3 separate regions of the Hordeum vulgare genome follow, and regions 2 and 3 are each linked to region 1. Evidence: chromatin contacts called from public Hi-C data. All regions are on one chromosome and are shown on one strand. The core of a region is the stretch at or near the end of the contact, and the rest is flanking DNA. Distances in the headings are between cores, read along the strand shown.

The links. A called contact is a pair of places that touch in the nucleus more often than the background predicts.
Region 2: a contact with region 1 is called in a Hi-C map of leaf, with 4 times the contacts expected there. The contact joins the promoter of LOC123425065 here to the promoter of LOC123425067 in region 1. A contact is called at or near these places in 3 of 6 Hi-C or Micro-C datasets (leaf and seedling) and 1 of 1 datasets of contacts at active chromatin or transcription factors (embryo).
Region 3: a contact with region 1 is called in a Hi-C map of seedling, with 5 times the contacts expected there. The contact joins the promoter of LOC123425062 here to the promoter of LOC123425067 in region 1. A contact is called at or near these places in 2 of 6 Hi-C or Micro-C datasets (leaf and seedling).

Annotation. Positions count from the first base shown.
Region 1 is chr2H:69,107,294-69,110,050 of MorexV3_pseudomolecules_assembly, forward strand. LOC123425067 (calcium/calmodulin-dependent serine/threonine-protein kinase 1) reads left to right here and starts at 1,470. Exons shown (of 11, transcript XM_045108736.1): 1 at 1,470-2,757. The coding sequence starts at 2,247.
Region 2 is chr2H:68,962,655-68,965,569 of MorexV3_pseudomolecules_assembly, forward strand. It overlaps LOC123425065 (protein N-lysine methyltransferase METTL21A), which reads left to right and starts at 1,634. Exons shown (of 8, transcript XM_045108734.1): 1 at 1,634-1,816; 2 at 1,952-2,019. The coding sequence starts at 1,728. LOC123425064 (10 kDa chaperonin, mitochondrial-like) reads right to left here and starts at 1,440. Exons shown (of 3, transcript XM_045108733.1): 1 at 1,244-1,440; 2 at 154-296. The coding sequence starts at 1,354.
Region 3 is chr2H:68,854,450-68,857,149 of MorexV3_pseudomolecules_assembly, forward strand. LOC123425062 (4-coumarate--CoA ligase 5) reads right to left here and starts at 1,288. Exons shown (of 3, transcript XM_045108730.1): 1 at 186-1,288; 2 at 1-87. The coding sequence starts at 1,181.

The DNA of each region.
Region 1 (2,757 bases), core at 220-2,719:
GCTCGCAATTTCTTACCGATTGTTATCTCTCGAAAAATTCAATCAGAAAGTTCCTCTAATCCATGAAAAATCAACATTTCTAGACTCCACCACCGCAGGGAGTCCAAAACCCTGACCAACTGGTCACACATAAAGCGTTGCAATCCAATCCGACACGCTTTAATTTTCTCGCACAAAATCTCCGAGGTCCTTCTCGGAGCGCGTTGATAATCTGGTTTCTTGAGAATATTCGTCGTTTTTCCGCCGGAACTGAAAACAATTTCCGCGTTTCAAACTGGACCTGGAGTGTTGGGGGAGAAGGGTTTACAAGTTTGACACACATAGGTTATGGGGACCGAAAGGTGCATGAGTGAAAGTGACCTTACCTTGTAAACTAATAGCTGAACCACTTAGGTTTTTTCTGTTTAAATTTATGCCATTTATTATGCAAATTATTTAATAGCCGGAAAAGCATGTGAAGTCGGCATAAATTTACACAATAAACCCCCGGTAGAAAATCATGAAAACAAAAAGAAGTGATGCAAGGTTACAGTAGGACAGTGACAGGTGGCCTTGTTCAGATCTGAAGAGCAAATGAAGTATATAATCCAGAGGCGGCCTGCTCAAGTCAACATTGCTTAGGTAATGGGATATGAATGAGAGGATGAAAGAGGAGCACCAAGCAAGCAGCATTGATGCCACCATTACTCCCCAGTTTAATACCTTGGGGAGGTTGGATTGGACTGGAGGAGCTCAGCTCGGCTCTCGCAAGGACAGCCTGTGCGGTGCGGTGTGGCCTTTTTTGGATTGCAGAAGAGAAGGGTGGCTTCAGAGTTCAGATTCAGAGTGACACAGACATGAGGCTTCCTTTCAGTAAAATCTTGGAAATTGCTAAAATGTATATTTGATCAGTAATGATGAACAATCCATTAGCTCATGTTTTCTCCATAAATAAAAGTGGTATTAGCAAAAGTTGTGTTTTGTTGACATACTAAAAAACTCTTACCACAGACTAAAAAAATGCAGGCTAGAACAATAGTATTCCCTTCGTCCCATAATATAAGACGTTTTTTTTTACACTACACTGCATTATGGAACGGAAAGAGTAGGTAGTACTCCCTCCGTCCCAAAATAAGTGCCTTAAGCTTAGTATAAATTTATACTAGAGCTAGTATAAAGTTGAGACAGTTATTTTGGGACAGAGGGAGTAGTATTTAATTGTAATATCACTGACCGAATACGCAGCGTTTGCGGGTTTGAAGTTTGAATCTTTGATAAAAATTCTCTGTTTGAGGGCAGGATCATTCTGGGGCAGACCCCTTGAGGCCCAAGGAGGCTCCAAGTAGACGATGGTGCCGAATAAGTTGCATGTATCCCGTGGAAGTTTTGTCAGTACAGTTGTTCCTTTGCCTTGCCCTGATGAGTGGTGACCAGCAAACAAGGAGTAGATGGCAACAGAAACAGGGGAGAAAAAGAAAGAAAATAGTTGGCCTCTCCAGCCACCCATGTTGTGCTGTGCCACCCCCACACCCCTCCCAGGTCCCCATTGCCCTCCCCCTCCTTCACCAAAGCACAGCACGGCACATACATGGCGATGGTGTGTGTGGAGATGGGCTACAGCTACAAAAGAAAAGAGGAAAAAAGAAGAAGCTGAAAAGGAAAAGAGCTCCTCCAAAAGAAAGCAACCAAGCAGGCAGAGGCAGACCTCCCCCCTCCCAATTCAACACAGGATTCACTCACCAGCTGGGTGTTCCTTTTCCTTCCTCTCCTCTCCCCTCCCCTCCTTCCCAGCAGAGAGAGCAGGCAGGCAGTGGTGGTGCCCCCCCCCGGTCCTCCATTTCCTCGCTCTGATCCAACCCTTTCGCTCAAAGCCCCCGGCTTTTGCCGATTGTTTGGTCACTTCAAGAATCTCGGAATATGTTCTTGCTCCTCTGATCCATTCGTCCCTCCTTCAAGCCAAGCCAAGCCCAGGCTCCTGTCGTTCTTTCTTCCTCCGGCGGCATTTCGCTGCGGCGGGGCTCGCCGCAAGGAAGGGATTCTGGCGGCCTGGTCTCTGCCGTGATTGGGATCCAATTTTGGGGGCAGGTTCGTCGTCCTGTGGAGAGAGGTTGCTTTGTTGGCGGGACAGGGATTTGGGATGCTTTCTCGGGTTCTTGAAGTCGGGGAGGCTCTCTGACGCCGTTCCCGGGGGGCAATTCCGCGTGATTTTCTGCGGAATTTGCGTCGATTCGGGGGCCGCTGAGCTCGGTTCTTGATCCGCGGGCTCCATGGGTCTCTGTCACGGGAAGCCCTCGCGAATCCCGGAGGCCGAGGCGGAGGAGGACCCGCGCGCGGCCTCCTCCGGCGCCCGCGATGCCACCGCCGCCGCTGCCGCCGCCTCGCCGGCGCAGGCACCCGCGGCGAAGCCGGGCACGCCCAAGCAGCCCAAGTTCCCCTTCTACCTGCCGAGCCCGCTCCCGGCGTCGAGCTACAAGGGCGGCTCGCCGGCCAACTCGAGCGTCGCGTCCACCCCCGCGCGCGGCGGGTTCAAGCGGCCCTTCCCGCCGCCGTCGCCGGCCAAGCACATCCGCGCGCTCCTGGCGCGGCGGCACGGCTCCGTCAAGCCCAACGAGGCGTCCATCCCCGAGGGCGGCGAGCCGGAGCTGGGCCTCGACAAGGGCTTCGGCTTCTCCAAGCACTTCTTCGCCAAGTACGAGCTCGGCGAGGAGGTCGGCCGCGGCCACTTCGGCTACACCTGCGCCGCCAAGGCCAAGAAGGGCGAGCACAAGGGCCAGGACG
Region 2 (2,915 bases), core at 384-2,883, 140 kb before region 1:
CAAACAGTGACAAAGCATGAAAACAATTGTTTCTACAAGTGACGCAAATGTGCACTATGCTGCTGAATTAGGATGTTGCACATTGTGTTGCATCACACAAACCAAGAAAAACATCAGAACAGAAGTAATATGATAGTGCAATGAGTAACATACTCTTTCTCAGGAGCAAGCTTGACTTCAAGACCACCATACTCAGGCAGGAGCACATGGTCGCCTTCCTGGAGAGCAACAGGGATCAGCTTCCCTTCCTTGTCACGGTTGCCAGGGCCAACAGCCACCACCTTACCAGAGTTCAGCTGGGTTCACCAAAACATTCTCAAGTCATGAACTGATTCAGACAGTCAAATTATCAAGTCAAATCTGAACTAATGAGTCATGAACCAGTCAGTTAACTGCACTACTAATAGGAGTGACTGGAAATGAACTGCCCAGTTGAAGTGGACTGATAGGACTATGAGACAGAACTACAGTAAAACTAGCAATCTAGTAGCATTGCAAATATGAAAAATGCAAAATTGGTGGCAACAATAAATTCGTGATGGAAGCAGAACTGACTGCAACTTCACAATTTAACTACAGTTGATTAAACAAGATCAGTCTAGCTAACAACCCGCAATACACAAGGTGAATCTGAATCAGCCAGCCAGTCTAGCCACATCCCCAGCTGAACAAGAAAACAATTTGCAGACCACACAACTAGGTATCTCTCTACCTAACAAGTAACCACATCAGAAGCATAAGCAGTCCCCACAGGAACAGACACCCGCTAATGTTCACAACTGGCACTCCGTATGAACCATTTGATGAACCGTGTTCTCAAGGATAATGACATAATGTGGGATCATTAAAGTGCACTACGGGACAGGACTATTGTACAGCTACAACTTCTTTGTGGAATCTAGCAGCACAACGAATGTGAAGAATACATCATTGGTAAAAGTCGATTCTTTGTGGAATCAGCGCAGATGCCAGCCCTACTACTGTAATTAAGTTCAAATTGCTCAAAGTAGACCATTCTAGCTTAGAATCTGCAACCCACACAAAGCAAATCTGAAGCGGCCGGCCTAGCCACACGCCCCAACTGAACTAATTCCACCAGACAAACAAATTTGCAACCTAGACGGCCGTCGACCGACCAAGATCTAAGCAGAGCCCCCAGACGGGATCCACGCGCAGGAGCAAGAAGCAACATCTACCCAGCAGCGGCACCCACGAAAGGGGAGGCGAGAAGGGCGGGCCGTACCTGCTTGGAGGTCTCGGGGAGGAGGATGCCGCCGGCGCTCTTCTTGGGCTGCACCACCTTCTCCACCAGCACCCGGTTGAAGGACGGGATCAGACGCCTAATCGCCGCCATGGCCGAGATCAGACGCCGCTCTTCTCCTTCTTCTTCTTGGGAAACAAGCAAGAGACCTCGACGCTTCCACACTATTCGCTTTACGCCTCCGGGATGGTGGGGTTTAGGGTTTTAAGAGGGGAGGCGCGATCGCGGGCGCGGTGGAATGACCGTCCTGCCCCTGCCTGCCCTAGAATGTTCCCGCCCATGGGCCGGGCCCAGCCGCGCGGCGCTTGCCGCGGCCCGGTTAAGGCCCGTTATCATAGGCTTGAGCCCACAAGGGGACCGGGGGCGGTCCAGCGAGCCGCCGCGAACTCCCACTTCCAATTTCTTCTAACCTGCAGCTGCGGTCGCCGGCGGCGAGGAGGAGGAGGAGGGGGGAAGGAGCTGAGTGATGGCGGATGCCGGCGGCGCGAGGGAGCGGGAGGAGGAAGAGGAGGACGACTTCGTCTGCCTGGATCCGTCCTTCTTCATGAACCGCAAGTAGGGGTTCGCTCTCTCTTCACCCTCTCGGGGTTTACTGTTCTGATGATGAACTGCGGCGGCGGTGGTGCGTCGGCTTTGCCGGCGAGCTGAATTGGAAGCTTTTTTGTTGATTTTGTTGCTGGATTTGGGCAGCTACGAGATGAAGACCTTCACCTACGGCTCCCAGGAGCTCCAGCTCCTCTGCCTCAGCTCCGCCTGCAGTTAGGTGCCCCTCCCCTTTGCTCCTTACTTGCCAACGTTGCAATTCACTCATCGCTAGCTAAGGGGGCAGTTCGATAGGCTTGATGGGTTTGTGAACTGGCAAAGCGGGGGTCTTGCCACTAGCTCCTTCTGTGTAAAAATCTAGTACTAGGAGCAGGGACAAGCGTGGAGGTTCCTTGGTTTAGAGCAGAAGAGGGGATGGATGGTTGGTTGAACTTGAGCAGCACATTGTGCTGCTCAAGTTAGTTAGTTTCCGTGTCTACAATGACAAGTTGTTCAGTCCAGCACCGTTTGCGTGGTAGCCCTAACTAATGCTCGCTGTTAAGTTCCTCCACATAATGCTCCCTGTTATGTTCTACTGCATGTTATGTTCTACCGCATGTTGTTTCATTTTGGTCAAAGAATTGCTGCACGTAATTTGTTTACTCGATGAGGTGCTGATCACAGTTTTAGTACCGTAATAACAGCTGTACCAATTGTAAATGCCTGGTTTCTAACTGTGCAGTTACAGGAGCTTTGGTAAAATGTTAAATCTGTCGAACATGGAAATAAGTTTGTGGCATGTGATTTGTGCATTGTCTTCTTGTTGTCTATGTATGTAGCAAATACGGGTTTTCATTACACAATCATGTGGCTTTAGGACCACTTTTACCTTGTCTGTTTGGGGATCCTTCCACTGAGACAGCTCCATTCTAGTGCATGAGGACATCAAAAGACCCATGTATCACATGATCAAACTAATGAAGGGTCACATTCATATTTGCTGTAACTAGGCGAGGCGACTCTTACCCTGCTTCATTCTGTCCTTCGTATCTACTTCTACAGCCAGAGGCATGTACGCAAATTTTCTTGCAAAGGAATTCTCACTTAAAGTGGTCACAGCGCTATCCAGTGC
Region 3 (2,700 bases), core at 38-2,537, 250 kb before region 1:
GCATGCGCCTGACTTCACCGGCGACGGCTCCTTGGCGAACGCCATGCACATCGACAGCACCGGACCTGCCTCTGTCATCCCATAGCCCTGCCCAAACGAAATGTCAAACAAATAAGTATGGACATCGTCAAGTCATGGTCAAAGCTCAAAGCACGAGGAAGGAAAGGGTAGGTATATGTATGTACCTGTCCGAGCACGGCATTGGGGAGCTTGGCGTGGATGATGTCCTGCAGCTCCTTGCCCATGGGCGCGGCGCCGGAGATGACCATGCGGACGGAGGAGAGGTCGTGGCGGTCCATGGCGTCGCCCTTGGCCATCTCGACGACGATGGGCGGCACGAGCGGCGCGATGGTGATGCCGTGGCGCTCCACCAGCTCCATCATCTTGACCGTGTCGAAGCGCTTCATGACGACGAGGGCGGCGCCGGCGCGCAGCCCGCAGAGCAGGATGGAGTGCAGCGAGTAGACGTGGAACATGGGGAGCACGCAGAGCACCACGTCGTCCTCCCGGAGGTGGAGGTTGGGGTTGTCGCCGTCGACGAGCTGCGCGACGCTGGTGACCAGCCCGCGGTGCGACAGCATGACGCCCTTGGGGAGCCCCGTGGTGCCCGACGAGTAGGGCAGCGCCACCACGTCGCCGGCCACGTCGATGGGCGCCTCGTGCAGCGCCGAGTCATCGGCGGCGGCCAGGTCGGCGAACGAGGCGCAGCCCTCGGCGCCGTCGCCCGTGGCGACGATGACGGTGACGCCCGCGAGGCCCCGCGCCTTGGCGACGAACGCCGGCTCGGTCACCACGACGGTGGCGCGGGACGCCGCGGCCTGCTTGGCGATCTCGGGCGGGGTGTGGAGCGGGTTCGCCGTGGTGGTGGCGGCGCCGAGGCGGGACGCGGCGAGGAAGGCCAGCGCGAACTCGACGCAGTTGGGGAGGAGCAGCATCACGGTGCTGCCGTGGCGGACGCCGAGGGCATGCAACCCGGCGGCCACGCGCCGGGAGAGGCGGTGCACGTCGCCGACAGTGAGCGTCTCGCCCGTGGCGCCGTCGATGAGGCAGGCGCGGTCGCGGCGCTCGGCCAGGCGCTCGAAGACGTAGTCGTGGAGCGGGAGGTGGTCCGGGATGGCGATGTCCGGCAGCGTGGAGCGGAAGACGACCTGCTGCTGCTGCTGCTCCGGCAACGAGCCCATTTCTTGGCGTCTGGCTTGGATCGTTTTGAGCTGAATGGATTGGTTGGTGGAGCTGTGGGATCAGTGGAAGCACGGACGGCTGGTTGCAAGATGGAGTTGTCCTGAGGAGTCGAGTGGAAGGAGCTCGCGGAGTGGTACTTATAGTTATAGATAGATAGCGGAGGGAGTCGGTGGTGTTTGGTGGGGAGCTCGCAGCTGGACCTGGTCCAGTTTCGTGGAAGAAAGCTCGGTGCGACATAAGACATGCATTTCACACGTGCGAAGGAACCACACCTCCAACGTACGTACGTCGGCACATGAACGAACTGCCCGTATGATCGACATAAAAGGGGTTTTTCCCCTACTTGAGTGGGAATGTGGGATATATATATATATATACATATATAAGGCGCTCCTTCCATTTCTATTTTGATCAAGCCTGTAGATTTTTTTTTTTACCAAGATTGAAGTTTGTTATCGTAAATGTTTGTATCATGTTGTTTTCTGTAAACTTAGCCAAGCTTTCTAAATTTTGACTTCAGTGAAATCTTATATGTTAAAGTCAAAGTGAGTACTACTCCCTCCAATCCTATAATATAAACTATAGATAAAAATTAAGCAAAAACTTGATTAATATCACACTCTAGCTTTATCCCTATCTTCAGGGCATGTGCAGAGAAAGAGTAAGTTGTTTCTTAAATACTATGATGATAGTCAATCCATGTACCATCCATTGTCTCTTAAGTTCTTTCTGTTTTGGAAAAAAATACAGCTAGAGAAACATCATTTGATGAACTCACTAAAGGCTGGAACTTCGAGCCTTACTCTTGGTGTAAGAGTCACTTTTCTTCCCTTTTATTTGGAGCAACTGGTAGGAGCTCTGTCAGTCATTAAAAAAAAACTAGTTAATACGAAAAACTAGTCGAAAACCGAACTTTTCTTCTGTTCTTTCTAGTGAATTTGCATTATTATGGCTTTGTGCATTCTCGGTAACTAATTAGCCCAAACGAGCTCATCGCTTTCTTGAATCAAGCATTTACATATGTAGCCCAAACGAGCTCATCGCTTTCTTGAATCAAGCATTTACATATGTAGCAAGTGCTAGGAAAATGCTTGCCGTCAACGTAGGAAAGATTATCTACTCCCTCCGTTCCTAAATATAAGTCTTTTAAGCGATTTCACTATGTGTCTACATACGGAGCAAAATGATTGAATATACACTCTAAAGTATGTCTACATACATCCGTATGTAGTTCACTAATGAAATCTTTACAAAGACTTATATTTAGGAACGGAGAGAGTACCATCGAAACTAACATATGTAAGCATGGCATATATGCCAGGGTTAAAAAAGGCATTGCAATACCACCAAGCTACACCTAAAGTCATGGTAACTTAAGCAACCCTTTGTTTTACCTGCTGCGGCACTGCCGCGTGGGCCTAACGCACAACGGACCCGTCCTATTGGAGATGGTTGGTGACAGTCCTTTTTAGAGAAGATGGTTGTTGTGAGTTTGACTGGAGCAGCAGGACCAAACAT